Regions from separate parts of the Zea mays genome. Here all the other regions are linked to region 1. Evidence: chromatin contacts called from public Hi-C data. All regions are on one chromosome and are shown on one strand. Each heading gives the region's core, a stretch centred on a gene start, on an enhancer-like site or on the middle of the called end of the contact. The rest is flanking DNA. Distances are from core to core; before and after follow the strand shown. Region 1 holds the start of LOC100381606 (mitochondrial substrate carrier family protein). Region 2 holds the start of LOC101202711 (Nuclear pore complex protein NUP98A). Region 3 holds the start of LOC118476778 (zinc finger protein CONSTANS-LIKE 5).

Region 1 (4,610 bases), core at 1,542-4,041:
GTTTCTTCTAACAGGATACATCAGACATACCGAGGATCATCCTCAAGACGTTCCGAAGGAAGTAGAAGCATGAAGTTGCGGAAATGGCCATATGAGATTGATCCTTCTGAATCAGCATTTAGATAACGTAGCATGGCAGCGGCATTATCTTCATTGGCTGGAAGTCCAGCACCTTTCAAAGAAGTCAAAATTTGACTTTTGTGAAGTGTTCCAGACTTGCTCAAACACAACGTGGTATACGCTCGGAGAATGGTTGCTTCCTTCTGTTCCATCAAGGATAAAAATTGCTTCCACCCAATTGATTTCGAAAAGAAGTTGCTTCTTGTACGGCGGAACAATTCTCGAGCATACCTCCTTGGTAACCGCCTCTTCCTCGTTGCAATTTCGAGATCTTCTAGAGTGACTTGGCCATCACCATCTCTGTCCAACTCTTCAAAGAATCGCTTTCCTACAGCAGCAGAACATCAGTTACAAATATCACCTTATGATCCAACTAATACATAAAAATAGCAACCTTTTCAAAAGTATCATTGCATTATGTTATGCAGAATCTGAATTGCTGAGGTACCAATTAGAACTGTAGTTTGAAGATCGTATGATGGATAGAGCGTAGCTTGACTAAAAAATGTACTAGCAGGAAAAATAACAGGATGGTACCCCCTGTTGTTGCATGGTAAATTAAAATGTCTGGTAGGCATATCTTTGATAGTAGCTCACCAAAATTTTCTAGATATGGTGGTAAAATAATGGATAACATCATACCAGATTTTATGCTGTAAATTGTAGATATGAATGGCATATCCTGAATCTGAATATTTGAAGAACTCTAGAGATTAAATTGTACATAATATAATTACTTCGACTGTAAAACTGGCATTTGAGCCTTCTGTGGAGGACTAATAATGACTGATCTAATTTGATGATTTCCCTACTGGTGCCATATGGTAAAATGAATACATGATTGGCAATTGCAGACCATGAGTCTACATACTGAAGAAGTAGAAATGAAGACACTTCTCTGTTGGAAAATGAAAAAATGATGTTACCTTCAATTTCTGCATATCTGAAGAAATCTTGCACTGAGAAAAGCTTCTTCTTGTCAGGATGTGCATCTGCCGATGTCGATGATCTGCTCACCAGCAGCGGGACTAATTCAATGAGCTCCGTCAGTGAAACTGCAGAAAGCGTAGACCGCAGACGCTCCACATTCGACAAAGGAATGTTAAGCAACCGGGCAGGCAATTTCTGTGCCTGCTGTTGTGTACCACTAGCACTGTCCACCCCCTCGCCGTTTCCAATCACGGCACCATCCTCCTGATTGCTGACTGGTGCTGATGCTGGGACAGGGGACGCACCACCCACGATGCTTGCTGGCGGTGGCGGTGCCCCAACCTTTGCAAAGCCCAGATTGGAAAGGAACCCATCGAAATCGGCCCTCTTCCCATCGATTACCTTCCTGAGAACCACAAATTGCTCCAACTGTCGGGTAGCGGCAGCAAATTCCTCGCCTTTGTGCTTGCAGGCGTCATCCAGCGCGTGGAGGTTGTGGGCGAAGGCGTCGAACGCAATGCAGAGCAGGAACTCCAGTTGCTTTTGCGGGGTGGTGCCATTGCTGGGCTCCTGGTGGAGCGGCGGGGAGTGTGTGTCTGCCCGTCGCTTGGGCCTGAAGCACCTGGCGAATGACTTGAGGGGCTTGTGGAGGAAGTTGGTGACGAGGACGTGGAGGTGGAGCAGGCAGTCGACCTCGAGTCCCTTGTGCTGCTTGGAGTTGGGATGGGGACTGGAATTGGATCCAGGGATGTGGATGACGGGGAGGTGAAGGTGGGCTACGGCGCCACGGGCTGCGGCGACGAAGGCATCGAAGGGGTGGTCCGGTGCCATGGGCATCAGGGTCAGGAACTAGGTGGTGCTTCCTGTCCGGTGGCGGTGGACTCTGGCGAGCGGCGGGGAAGGCATAACAGCAAGGCTAGTGACTAGTGAGGCCCGCCTCACTGAGAGAGCTCTGAGTGAGCAACAGCCCGATTCTTCTTCCACTTGGGGGGAGGGGAGACAAGAGTAGCGAGCGGTGGGCAGGCGGTGGTGGAGGCCGGCCGTGGCCGGTGGTGACGAGGATGAGAAGGCCGACGGCCGAGGTGGAGTTGCAGTTGCAGACGAGACGGGAGGTGGAGAAGCGGCGAGGCGACAAACCGAGACCATGAGAATTTGAGGAAACTGCAGAAATAAATTAATTTCTTAGGGAAATGAAATGGATTACGATATTTGGATGGATATGCTTTTTTTTGTTTGCATTTGTGTCTGCTCAGAATAACGGGGGAGAATGTGCTGCTTTTATTTTTCTTTACAAGGTAGAGTTTTTTTAACAAAATTTTTAGAAATCTTAACATAAGGTAAAACAATATTACATCAGAGATAATATTAGGCTTATTACGCACCATCAATAGATTTCATTATGAAACGAAGAAAATATACATAGCTACTGTTGTAAGGATGCATGCATCAAAGTTTATTGATGCTAAGTAAAATGGATGCATTGCTAAATACAGAGAACTCGTAACATGCAGATGATTTGGATCTGTATGAATCAGTAAGTGCTAACTTTAATCATACTAATATACAATATTTTTACATTAAATACTACTACCAGTTAATGGACCCACATCAATGATATGGATAAGCATGGTGATAAGGCAGATGTTATCGGTCCCAATTCAGTTCTACAGAAAATGAAATAAATAATTTAGTTTGAACTTCTAATTCAACCAAACCTTATACAGTTATACTATTCATTTAGGTGGTACCTAGAAGCAAATAACCTCCAGATTTCTAGAAGCAGCAATTTCATAACCTATATTTCTTTATTTTAAAATATAATAGCAGAAGCTTTGCCCTTTGTTTAGAGCGTCTCTAACAAGGTGTCCTATAAAAATGTACTATAAATTTAAAATGATGATATTTTAAACGATTTAGGTCACCATAAAAAAGTCGATCTCCAACAATAAAGCCTCAAACGAGATAAATATCTGAAATCAAGCCTCAAACGAGATAAATATCTGAAATCGGGTAACTTCCTCCGGCCATCATCGAGGGCGCCTACTTTTTTCCCGCGCACGACCCTTTCTGTCACAATTCAGTACATACTAGTTCGATATTTGTTTTGACAAATTCAATAGAGAAGGCTGAATTGCTTAGCTTGATGTAGCACCATTCTGTCTTTGGACTGAAGTCCTTCTTCGTGTATTCATTCTTGAAACTGTAACAACTGAATTATATCAAATGGTCTGCCGCATAGGTTTTGTAGCCATAACCTGTAATTTTGCACTATAATTTTGCATCCATTCTCATTATTATAAACTGAGAAGATTCTCCATGCCTTCCCCCTTAAAAAGGTGAAGGAAACTTGTTTACTTCTGAATACACAACAAAAATACTAGGTGTGCGAATTGAGAGATTGTACGAAAATTTCAGCTAAGGCAAATATACTAAGGCCCCGTTTGTTTCGTTGGAATTGAATTCCATTTTAATAATTATAATTTAGACAAAACTAATTAAGTTTATATATTTATATATGTAATATATTTGTATATCATCCTAAATTATATGAGAGAGATAGTTATATACTATATTTATATTATAGCGGCGCAAGTAGAAGATGGCACTATAAGTTGTACATCGGGAAAATAACATGTAAATCTATAGAATCAATTTTCATCTCTCACCTATGAATTTGAGATAGGCTTACATGATAACTTTGGAAAGTGGTGGAATGTCATATTCTAAAAAAATAGTCTATTCCATTAGTAAGATTTCAATTCCTCAAAATGAAAGGAAACAGACGGGGCCTAAGAGATCTAATGGGCTAAGGCAAATTCCAGGAATTGAAAATAAACACTACTAATTAGTGGTTGCAACTGGATCACCAGAAATCCCAAGCAAACCTAACAATCTGTGTTCATCCTCCAGTAGAACTGTTGTAGGTGGCAGAAGGAGTACAAAAATGAAAGCTCTGCTATGAGAAGGCAGCACACGTGTTCTCTTTTGTTTCAGATAAATTAATCGAAACTATAATCAAATCAATAACCGTGACTTATTCAGAATCATGACACTGCATTAAAATGACACTGTAGAATCATGGCTTGTATATTCAGAATCAAGCTACCGCAGAAACGTTCGGATTTCGACTCTTGCCTTGCATTCATCGAACCAAAAACAGGAACATTGGCAAATGGGTAGTGAATGGTGGTGGTGTGGACTACATCGGTCCCACGCGGCAGAGCTTCATGTCTGGTCGTTGGCACTCTTGCATGCCCCTCGGTCGTTGGCAATCCTGCAGGGACCTGAGGCAGTGGCGCAGCAAGAGCGTGAAGATTTGAGGGGTGGCGGCCAATGGCCGATGAGGGGAGGCGGAGGAGGGCAGGGTGTGTTCTGGCGATGACATGTGACTTTGGCGGAGGAGGGAAGGGCAGGGAGGAGGGAAGGGGTGATCGTGGGTAGCCCGGAGGAGAGCGGCGTGACTGTTCAGGTTCGTTACAATTAAGATGAGACAGCCCAAAAAGGTGCAATATATTTGTGGCACTTATCACGTGCCCTGTATTTTTTTAACAAAAATTTTA
Region 2 (4,610 bases), core at 1,115-3,614, 250 kb before region 1:
GTTTGCAAATCAAGCAAAACCCTTGATCTCCAAATAATTTTCCTCACCCTTATCTCCACGCTGGTAGTCTTCCCACCTCAATTCTTCATGACTCTTGTCTTTGTATTCAGGCATTGCCGATATGGAATCAAGTTTTGCAGCAGGCTGAGTACCACTAGTAGCACTGTCAACATCTGGTGTTTGAGAATAAGGTTTTATTCTGGTTCCTCCAGCTTGATTAGCAAACTGAGGTTGTCCAAAAGCTGGTGCTGCTGTCTGCGAGCCTGAAACTCAAAGGGAACAAACAATTGGTGAAACAGGTAAAAAAAAGATGGCCTAGCCAGTGTAAAAACAGTTAAAAAGGGAGATCTACAATAAAATAGGCCTGCTGGATTTAGAAAGAACAAAACAATCAGTAAACATCATATGCACTCAGAGTCTCAGACAATAATTCAGTGAGCATTATATCATAGCTAGCTAAACTAATGTGAACATCCAATGGGAAAACCTACCAAATGCAGGAACTGGTGCACCAAAGGGTGAAGGAGTTGTTCCAAAGGGAGTGCTGCCAGAAGAAACTGTTGTTTGTCCAAAAGATGGTGAAGAACCAAAACCGAACACGCTAGCTGATGTGCCAAATGAAGGTGTGCTTGAAGATCCAAAACCTGTAGTAGTACTACTCACACCGAATGCTGTAGTCCCTGAAGTTCCAAAACCAGTAGCAGATGTGCCAAAGGCTGTAGAACCAAACACTGGGGTGCTAGAAGCACCGAATAAAGATGTTGATGTTGAACCAAATGCTGGGGTAGTCGTGGCACCGAAGGCTGGTGCAGTTGTGGTGCCAAAGGCTGGTGTACTTGTACCAAATGCAGGAGTAGTCATGGTACCAAATGCCGGCGTCGTTCCAAATGTTGGTTGTGTTTGCTGGAACGTGCTACCAAAAGGACTTGACTGGCTAGGAGATGATCCAAAACCCCCAAAACTTGGCTTCTGTCCGAACAAAGACCCTATAACATGTGCAGAGCAGAGATATGACATCACAAATAATACAGCAGATCATGTTAAGCCAACCTAGTAAAACATGAACTAGCATAATTCTGCATGAGTAGCTACTGAAAACAAATGTAGCATGCAGATTGCAGAGAAACGCAAAGATAAATAAAACTTGTATGATATGAGAAAAATTGCCAATGGCTCATGCTGTTTCCAGTGCATAAGAAGCTATTTGTTTCCTAACAAAAAGAACAATTACACATAAAACTGGCATCATTAATTAGACAATCTATAAAATTGCTTCCTATGACAACCTAGTATGATCAGCATGGTGAACCAGCGATAGAGAATATAGTACATACCAGAGGATGTGGCACCAAAGGCAGGAGTGGGGGATGCACCGAAGGCTGGTGTAGAGCTCCCGAACTGAGAGGAGGATGGGGTGCCAAACGTGGGAGTGGATTGCTGCTGACCAAAGGCACCAGTGGATGTTGTGCCAAATGCGGGAGCGGATTGCTGCTGACCGAAGGCACCAGTAGATGTAGTTGCAAAGAGCGAGCTTCCAGTCTGTGCCCCAAAAGGCGTGGTCGGGCTGCCAAATGGTTTTGGGGCAAAGGGATTGTTGGCAGCAGTGGAAGACTGGCCAAATCCCTGGGGAGTTCCAAACGAGTTGTTGTTACCAAATGGGCTTGTGGATGACTGCCCAAATGCTGCAATTGAGATAGAAGGTGAGAAGATAATCAACATTGCAAAAAAGAAACAGAAAAAAAAAAGTATGCTCTGTATACAGCCATGTAAGCGTTTGCAGCTTACAATCAGTCAGGTATTGCATTGTATGAGCTAGCATATATATAAATGAAAACGATGAGCACTGAAGCGTTGTTCTGTTTTGTTTGTAAGGTAGATAAAAGAGACAGTGAGGTCCGGACCCTATCGGGTCGTCCATATGCACATGGAAGCTTAGGTTGGGTGTTCCATGGATCCTGGATGTTGGGACTGCAAGCAACCTATTTGATTGAAATAGATAAATGAAACCCTAGTTTGCGAGGCATATGGGCAATCCATCGAAATATATGTAATCGAATAGTCAAACCAAAGGGAAGGAAGCGCAACAGTAGCAATGCATACATACATAGGAGAACAGAATCGAGGATTTAAAAAAGTCATGGAATCCAATGTGATGAAATCGACGAGAATAGGAGGGGGTTAGAGGGTGAGCGCTTACGATTGGTGGAGCCGAACATGGCTTCCGAATGCCGAAGCTTATTGTCTTCTAGCTTGAATGTAGCGCCGACGCGACTCGATCACCGGCGGAGGCGGAGGCGGTCTGGGTCTAGAGCTGCGAGGCTGCGACTCTTGCCTCTCCCTCTTTCCCTGTCTCTCTTTCGTCAAGACTCAAGAGGAGGGGACGAAGCCCGAAGGGGATCCCAACTTTTTTAGATTTTAGCCCTTTTGGGTTTTTTTTACACAACTATACCCTTTACAGTTTCATTTCAAAAAATGGACCCCAACCTCGGCGTCATCATCATTGGCGCCGAGATAACACACATCGACGCCAGTACCATTGGCGCCAACTTTTCCTACGTGGCAGCCGATGTGGCAAGTCCCAGGGGGTCGGCGCCATAGATCTTGGCGCCGACCCCCCTTGACGGTGGGGTCCGGTGCTATCCAGGGGGGTCGGCGCCAAGATCTATGGCGCCGACCCCCTGAGACTTGCCACATCGGCTGCCACGTAGGAAAAGTTGGCGCCAATTATGTTGGCGCCACTATGTGTTACCTCGGCGCCAATGATAACGGCGCCAAGGTAAGGGTCCATTTTTTGAAATGAAACTACAAAGGGCATAATTGTGCAAAAGAAACCCCAAAAGGGCTAAAATGCAAAAAAGTTGGAAGGGGGTCTGTCTGGCGAAGTGGCGATACGACACACGAGTCTGTCCCAATGAAGGGTGGGCCCCTGGTTGCACCGCGACTTTATGTATACACAACACATGCCCTATTTTGCACAGCTGCTGCTTGTTGAAAAAATAGCTTATCTGATAAGCTGGTAAAAAGCAGTTTCTGTTTGTTGGCTGGTTTTAGTTCATTTTGAGAAGCAGCTGAACTGATAAACTGTTGCAGAAGCTATCTGTTTGACAGAACTTCTGCTTAAATTTATCAAGAATCTGAAAATAAGTTGTGCCAAATAGGGTCATAACATCCGACGTTAGATGTACAAAAACTTTTTAGATCAGGTGAAACAGTCTGTTTTTTATCTCAATACAATACTAGGAAAAGTGTACTTGCTTTACAAAACTAGTCTAATACTCGTGTGTTGCAACGTTACCCGATAGGATATGATCTGCGATCACACGTTGATTTTGAAGAAATACAATGGGTTCTTTGTAAAAAGATGACGCGAGACGAACGTTGAAAAGTGTACTTGCGACACGCACGTAATTACAAAATTTTACATGCAATATATTTACATAATATCAAATTTATTGGTTTAAAACATATCTAAGAAAGGCATAATCAAGAGTTTTTGTTGATTGGTACATTTATCTCGGCTAAATAACTCCATGTTGTAGATCTCTAACGATTTGATGATGGGATTAAGATAATTGGATCATGTCATGTTGTGCTTGTATAGGAGCTAGTAAAGTTGTTATTGTTGTCGTGCAACGTGAATTATATATTTGCAAAAGACACGTTAAATAATAATAAACCAATAAGCGTTAGAGTAGTAGAGTTGTTATTGTTGTCGTGCAACGTTAATTATATATTTGCACAAGACACATTAAAGTAATAATAAATCAATAAGCGTTAAATTAATAAGCTGTACGGTAGTAGTATTCGTTACCTCGTTTTCTCTTGTTTCACGCCTCGTCGTTCAAGGGGCAGTGAGAGAGGAGGCGCCCCGCACGCTTCGTGACTCGTGAGGCCCCGCTCAACGACCTCAAGCAGTCTGCCCCGACACGGCAGTGGCACGGCAAGACACGACACAATTAGGATAAGACCCGTTTGATCTGTTTAACAGTCGTATCGTGCTAACACGACACTAGTATCTGAAACCAGACACAATCACGGCACTAAGCTCTCTTAGCCGTGTCATGCCAGTACGGTCGGCCCGAACAGCCGTAGTGTCAGGGTCAGTCTGAGCACTACACAATAAATCAGCATCAAACTTACCATAATCTTGTACATTCACAAAAATACAGTTAAAAGCATACTAAATAGCTAATATTGAACTGTTTAGTACAATGGCTGCCTCATTAAAAAACTATCTACGTAAAAACTCACCCTCGTGATAAAACCCTAGATAAGAAAAAAGAGTACAACCCACAGCTTATTTAGTGTTCTTACATATATCATAGACATTGTTTAAAGTTGTAGTATAGTTATAGGCACAGGCACACAACCATAGTTCAAAGTTCAAACTAGCTAAATAAGATCAGTCATCCACATGTGGTTGTGGTATACATGTCCAATGGGCCGTGCCGGGCCGGCCCGGCCCGGGCACGGCTTGGCCCGGCACGAGAGGCACTAGTCCAAGCCCGGCACGGTTTGGTATCGTGCCGTGCCGGGCCGGCCCGCGGGCCGGCTAACGCGGCCCAAGCCCGGCACGGTTATTCTTACACGGGCCGTGCCGGGCCGGAGGC
Region 3 (4,610 bases), core at 599-3,098, 150 kb before region 1:
CAGTTAATGGACTTCTCTGTACTTGAATACCAGTTATTTCCATAGTTGTGTATCTATGTAGTCTGTCAATAAATTCTTCATGCACATCAACTAAACAATGATTGCATCGCCACTCGTGCTATAGTGGTGTTACTATTCTTATAGTTGACCTAGTAGAAGAAAAGGAAATCTAGGAGAACTGCACGCTATCCAATCACCCCCACTTGTTTTTGTTATCTTACATGAATGATTCTTTGCGGTGTCACTTGACAAAGAGGCGTTGGCTTATGAAATACTTGCTTTTTTTTTCTCTTTCTATGCACTGAAGTGTCACTGGTTTAATGTGTGGGATGCTTTGGTATCTTGAAATTGATGCAGGTTGCACGTAAAAGGAAGTCGTAAGAGTTGTGGTGTACAGAGGCAATTTGGCCTCCTGCCAGAGGACAATAGATCTATGGTGCCCTTTGACTTTATCTTGTCGGTTCGCTAAGGCCACTCCAAGTCGTCAGGGTGATACGCATTTCCTGAGTGGGCTACTGTAGGGATTCACGTGAAGCTGTGGCCACAAATAGGAGCAGGGAGTGCTGCGGTTGATGTAAGGACACTCCCAACCAGTTGCCAACTGAAAACAGCGTCCTGGGTCAATAGCAGGAAACTTGTGCCCAATAGTTGCTTGAAACGAAACTTGTGCCCAATAGTTGCTTGAAACAAAACTGATTCTTGAGGGGACTCAGCCTCGCTGTCGACTGCATTATTCAAAGGCGGTATGATATCATTTCTTCCTCCCCCCACCAAAAATCTTGGGAGATGTCACTTGTGATTTTGGAAGCTCATCATATGAGCTAGTGCGCTGGACTGGCAGCTTTTTTGCAAGGGATGCTTTTTTTGTGTTTACTTGCGACCGTCATAGGGTGGGTGACATGATCTTTTTGTTTCTCCAAATCTGGATGTAAATTCTAACTGACTGCATGTGTCCATCCATGCATCACATTACTCTGAGTAGGGAATGGAGAGGAATGCTAGAATATTTTTGCATGTTGATTCCCTTGGTCTTTGGTGTGGTCAACTGCAAGTTGAGCATGTGTCTGTCTGTCCTGGTGTAACAACAGCACAGGGCATATATGGGATCGGGGAATATCGTTTTCGTTGTCCTTGATCGCTTGCTGTTTCTAGCTTTGGTGCTGTGTGCTCGCTATCTATTTCAAGGTGATTGGTTGGCTTCTCTACTCATACACTTGAACCCGCGGAGTCTCAAAGCATTGTTTGTTTGATTTAAGCATCTCCTCAAACAGGCTCTCTACATACAAGCCGTACACCGTAGCCAGGCTCCGCGCGAACCGCCGGCGGGAGTATCTCCCCGCATGCAGGCTCACTGCACGCTTAAGCACAGAAATCGAGATATTTTTATTTTGCTTTTCTATTTATATCTTTCAATTAAAAGATTTAATCATTGCATCCATTTAATATTTATATTCCTCAGATTTTTGTGAATAAAATTAAATCACTCATGATAAATAGGTAAAGATTTATTTATACACTCTTCACTAATACACATTTCGGTGCAACCAACCAAACAAAATCTATGTCTAATCTGCACGAGTCTATACACACAACCAAACAAAAATGTTTGCACGAACTTATCTTGGTTCTACTAATACTGGCTAAACTCATATGGACCTGGCTCAACTTATACGGTAACCAATCACATAGTTTGAGATTCTCATTATATTGTCAGAAGAACGTACACTAGGGCATGCACCGTGTGGTTTTGGTGCCAGCATGCTCTGTGGTTTGCGCAAAAAGGCTCTGCCTGCGCTCATGCGCACCAGCTTACTTTTGTTAGGTTGTGGCAGCTAGACATGGATGTAGCACTAGCACCTGTGTTGTGCCTCCTCACTCTCCTGCGCTGCTGCGTGTGTTTTGTTTGTTCAAGCCTATAAAACCATAGATGTCCTGCCTGTCAGCCGTCACCACATACCACATCGACACATATATACATTATAGCAGGCATGTATCAGCAACACCATCAATGGACTACTGATTCCTCTTGTTATTTCGTAGATGGTGATGCCATCCTTCCCTCTCAGCCAGACGCCTTGCTTGCCCATGGAGGAGCGTTCCTGCCTTCTCGTCTTTTTTGTTCGCAGCAGGCTCCTGCCATTGTTCCTCCACCTATTGCCAGCCAGCTGCACGCCATCATCACCCACTCGTCGTCGTCGTCGTCGTCCGGCATCATGGCTGCTGCAGCAACGTCCTCGTCGTCGTTTCGCCGGACGTCGAGCACAGGAGACCTCACCGTCCTCCTGGAGGAGCAAAGGGGAGCGGCAAGGTACAGCGCTGAGGAGCGCCGGGAGCGCGTCGACAAGTACCGGAGCAAGCGCAACCAACGCAACTTCCAAAAGAAGATCACGGTCTGCCTGCACTTTGCTTTGCTTTGCTTGGTTTCAGCTTAGCTCTCTTATTAGAACGCACGCAAAGGCAAATGAATGGCGCGGCGCATGCATGCATGCAGTATGCCTGCAGGAAGACGCTCGCAGACAACCGTCCCAGGGTGAAGGGCCGCTTCGCGCGCGATGGCGGCGACTACGCAGAGACGACGGAGGCAGATGCAACTGCAGACCACCATGTCCATGCCCCAGCACTGCCAGCAGCAGCATATCAGCCAGTAGAGTTAGAGGCAGAGTCGCCGGCTGTACGGGAGTTGCCTGCTGGCATCAACGTAGTAGCAGAGCTCTGCGCTGACGACGATGAGATGCTGGCCGCTTACCTTGGAGTCTCCTCCATCAGTTTAGTATAGCTGATTATCACTACAGCTGCCACCCATAGATATACTGACAGATTTCAGCTTCTGGTCATTAGTTAAGTAGGATAGCTTATCTTAATTAGCTCTACTTTACTAGTTAGAATGTGTAAAAAAAAATTTGGGGGGTTTTAAGCTTGCTACTTTTATATGCTTAGTATGTACTGTAGTGGCTTAATGAAAATCTGTGCCAAACCTATTCTATATCTGACAAATGGTATTCTAGCCTAGAGATGGCCAAATAGGCGGCACGGCCCGGCCCGGGCACGGCCAGGTACGGCATGGTTAGGGCACGACCCATTTGGCCCGTTTAATAGCCGTGCCGTGCCGGCACGGCACTAGTGCCTGAGGCTAGGCCCAAGCACGGCACTAAGCCTGCTTAGCCGTGCCGTGCCGGCCCGTTTAGCCCATATAACCCATTTAGCCTATATAGCCCGTTTAGCACTACACCACAAAATTTTAGTCAAATATTCACAAACACAGTTAAAACATACTAAAATAGCTAATATTGAACTGTTTAGTGCAATGGTTGACTCATTAAAAACCTATTTAGGTAAAAACTTACCCTTATGATAAACCCTAGATAAGAAAAAAGAATACATCACACAGCTAACTAGTCGTGTTTGGATCTAATCATGCATAATCGTGCCTAGGGGCTAATCGTGCCGTGTCCGTGCCGGCCCAGCGTGCCTGATGCTCGGCCCAGGCACGGCACTACCTATCGGGCCGTGCCGGCACGGGCCCAACACTAGTCGTGCCGTGCCGTGCCTAGGCACTACGGGCCGTGCCGTGCTCCGGGCCGGCCCGATTAGCCCGGCACGGCTGGCTATCTATATTGTAGCCTATCCCTTTCCATGTTTTTTAATCTATTTGTGTGTTACGCCATGGCCAGGCGCTCCTGCTCTCTCTCCTTCCACAAGTTCATCACACCTAGCGAACGGTGCTGGCAGGCGGACCTGTGTGCATAGGACTATAGGAGAGAACAACAATGCTGCTGCAGCTCAGGGGAGCACGTTGCAGTCAGGGTCGGTCCCAACATTTTGGGAGCCTGAGCAAAAACTAAGGTAGTGTTTGGTTGAAGAGCCAAGTAGAACGGAGCCGTTCTGTCCCAGTTTTGTTGCTGTTTGGTTACAAAGTAACTAGAACGGAATGACTCCAATTAGGGAATATTCTCCTCAGATCCAGAACCATTCCGCTCCAAAAAATCAACCGGACGGAGCCGCTCCGTTCCCATCCCGCTCTCACAGTCACGCTCCGTTCCGTTCACTCTGCAACCAAACAAAAAACAGAGTCGCTCCGTTCCATATTACCAAACACAGAACAGAGCGGCTCCGTTCCTAGAATCAGGAATGGAACGGCTCCGTTCTACTTGGCTCCTCAACCAAACACTACCTAATACAGAGGCCTCTCTCATTTCTCTCCATATAAAGTTTTACGAACATATAATCAAAGAAATTATTTTTCGATGCATAAAAATAACTATTATTGGACACAATAAAATTCTTTAATGTTTATAAAATGACAAATATAAATTGTAGTTAAACAAAGAGTTTTTCTGACATCTTACACTCGATATCACTTAGAGTCGGTTAAGATAAGAGCTTGAGATAAAAATTTAGACTTGAATCTTTTTTATTATTTTAACGAAGGGGCGAAGCCCCCTATTTCATTAGGAAATAGGAACGAGATCATTACATCGACATCCATCGTGACCCTACGGTCCGACAGAACCCCTACTAGGTCTGACCTCTACCCAGACACCTTACGATATCACCCTAGATAAGTAAAGGGCCTAAAGTAGAAGATAAAGTTCGACCTGCTATCAGGAATA

Evidence for each region. A called contact is a pair of places that touch in the nucleus more often than the background predicts.
Region 2: a contact with region 1 is called in a Hi-C map of ear, with 2.2 times the contacts expected there. The contact joins the promoter of LOC101202711 here to the promoter of LOC100381606 in region 1. A contact is called at or near these places in 2 of 25 Hi-C or Micro-C datasets (ear and tassel).
Region 3: a contact with region 1 is called in a Hi-C map of leaf, with 6 times the contacts expected there. The contact joins the promoter of LOC118476778 here to the promoter of LOC100381606 in region 1. A contact is called at or near these places in 3 of 25 Hi-C or Micro-C datasets (endosperm and leaf).

Annotation. Positions count from the first base shown.
Region 1 is chr3:235,021,464-235,026,073 of Zm-B73-REFERENCE-NAM-5.0, forward strand. LOC100381606 (mitochondrial substrate carrier family protein) reads right to left here and starts at 2,792. Exons shown (of 7, transcript XM_008674847.4): 1 at 1,047-2,792; 2 at 31-448. The coding sequence starts at 1,887.
Region 2 is chr3:234,773,770-234,778,379 of Zm-B73-REFERENCE-NAM-5.0, forward strand. It overlaps LOC101202711 (Nuclear pore complex protein NUP98A), which reads right to left and starts at 2,365. Exons shown (of 11, transcript NM_001324127.1): 1 at 2,198-2,365; 2 at 1,335-1,682; 3 at 492-986; 4 at 48-263. The coding sequence starts at 2,216.
Region 3 is chr3:234,874,907-234,879,516 of Zm-B73-REFERENCE-NAM-5.0, forward strand. LOC118476778 (zinc finger protein CONSTANS-LIKE 5) reads left to right here and starts at 1,849. Exons shown (of 2, transcript XM_035966534.1): 1 at 1,849-2,390; 2 at 2,492-2,984. The coding sequence starts at 1,989. The coding sequence ends at 2,776. It overlaps LOC100279258, which reads left to right. Exons shown (of 5, transcript NM_001152279.1): 5 at 358-1,018. The coding sequence ends at 381.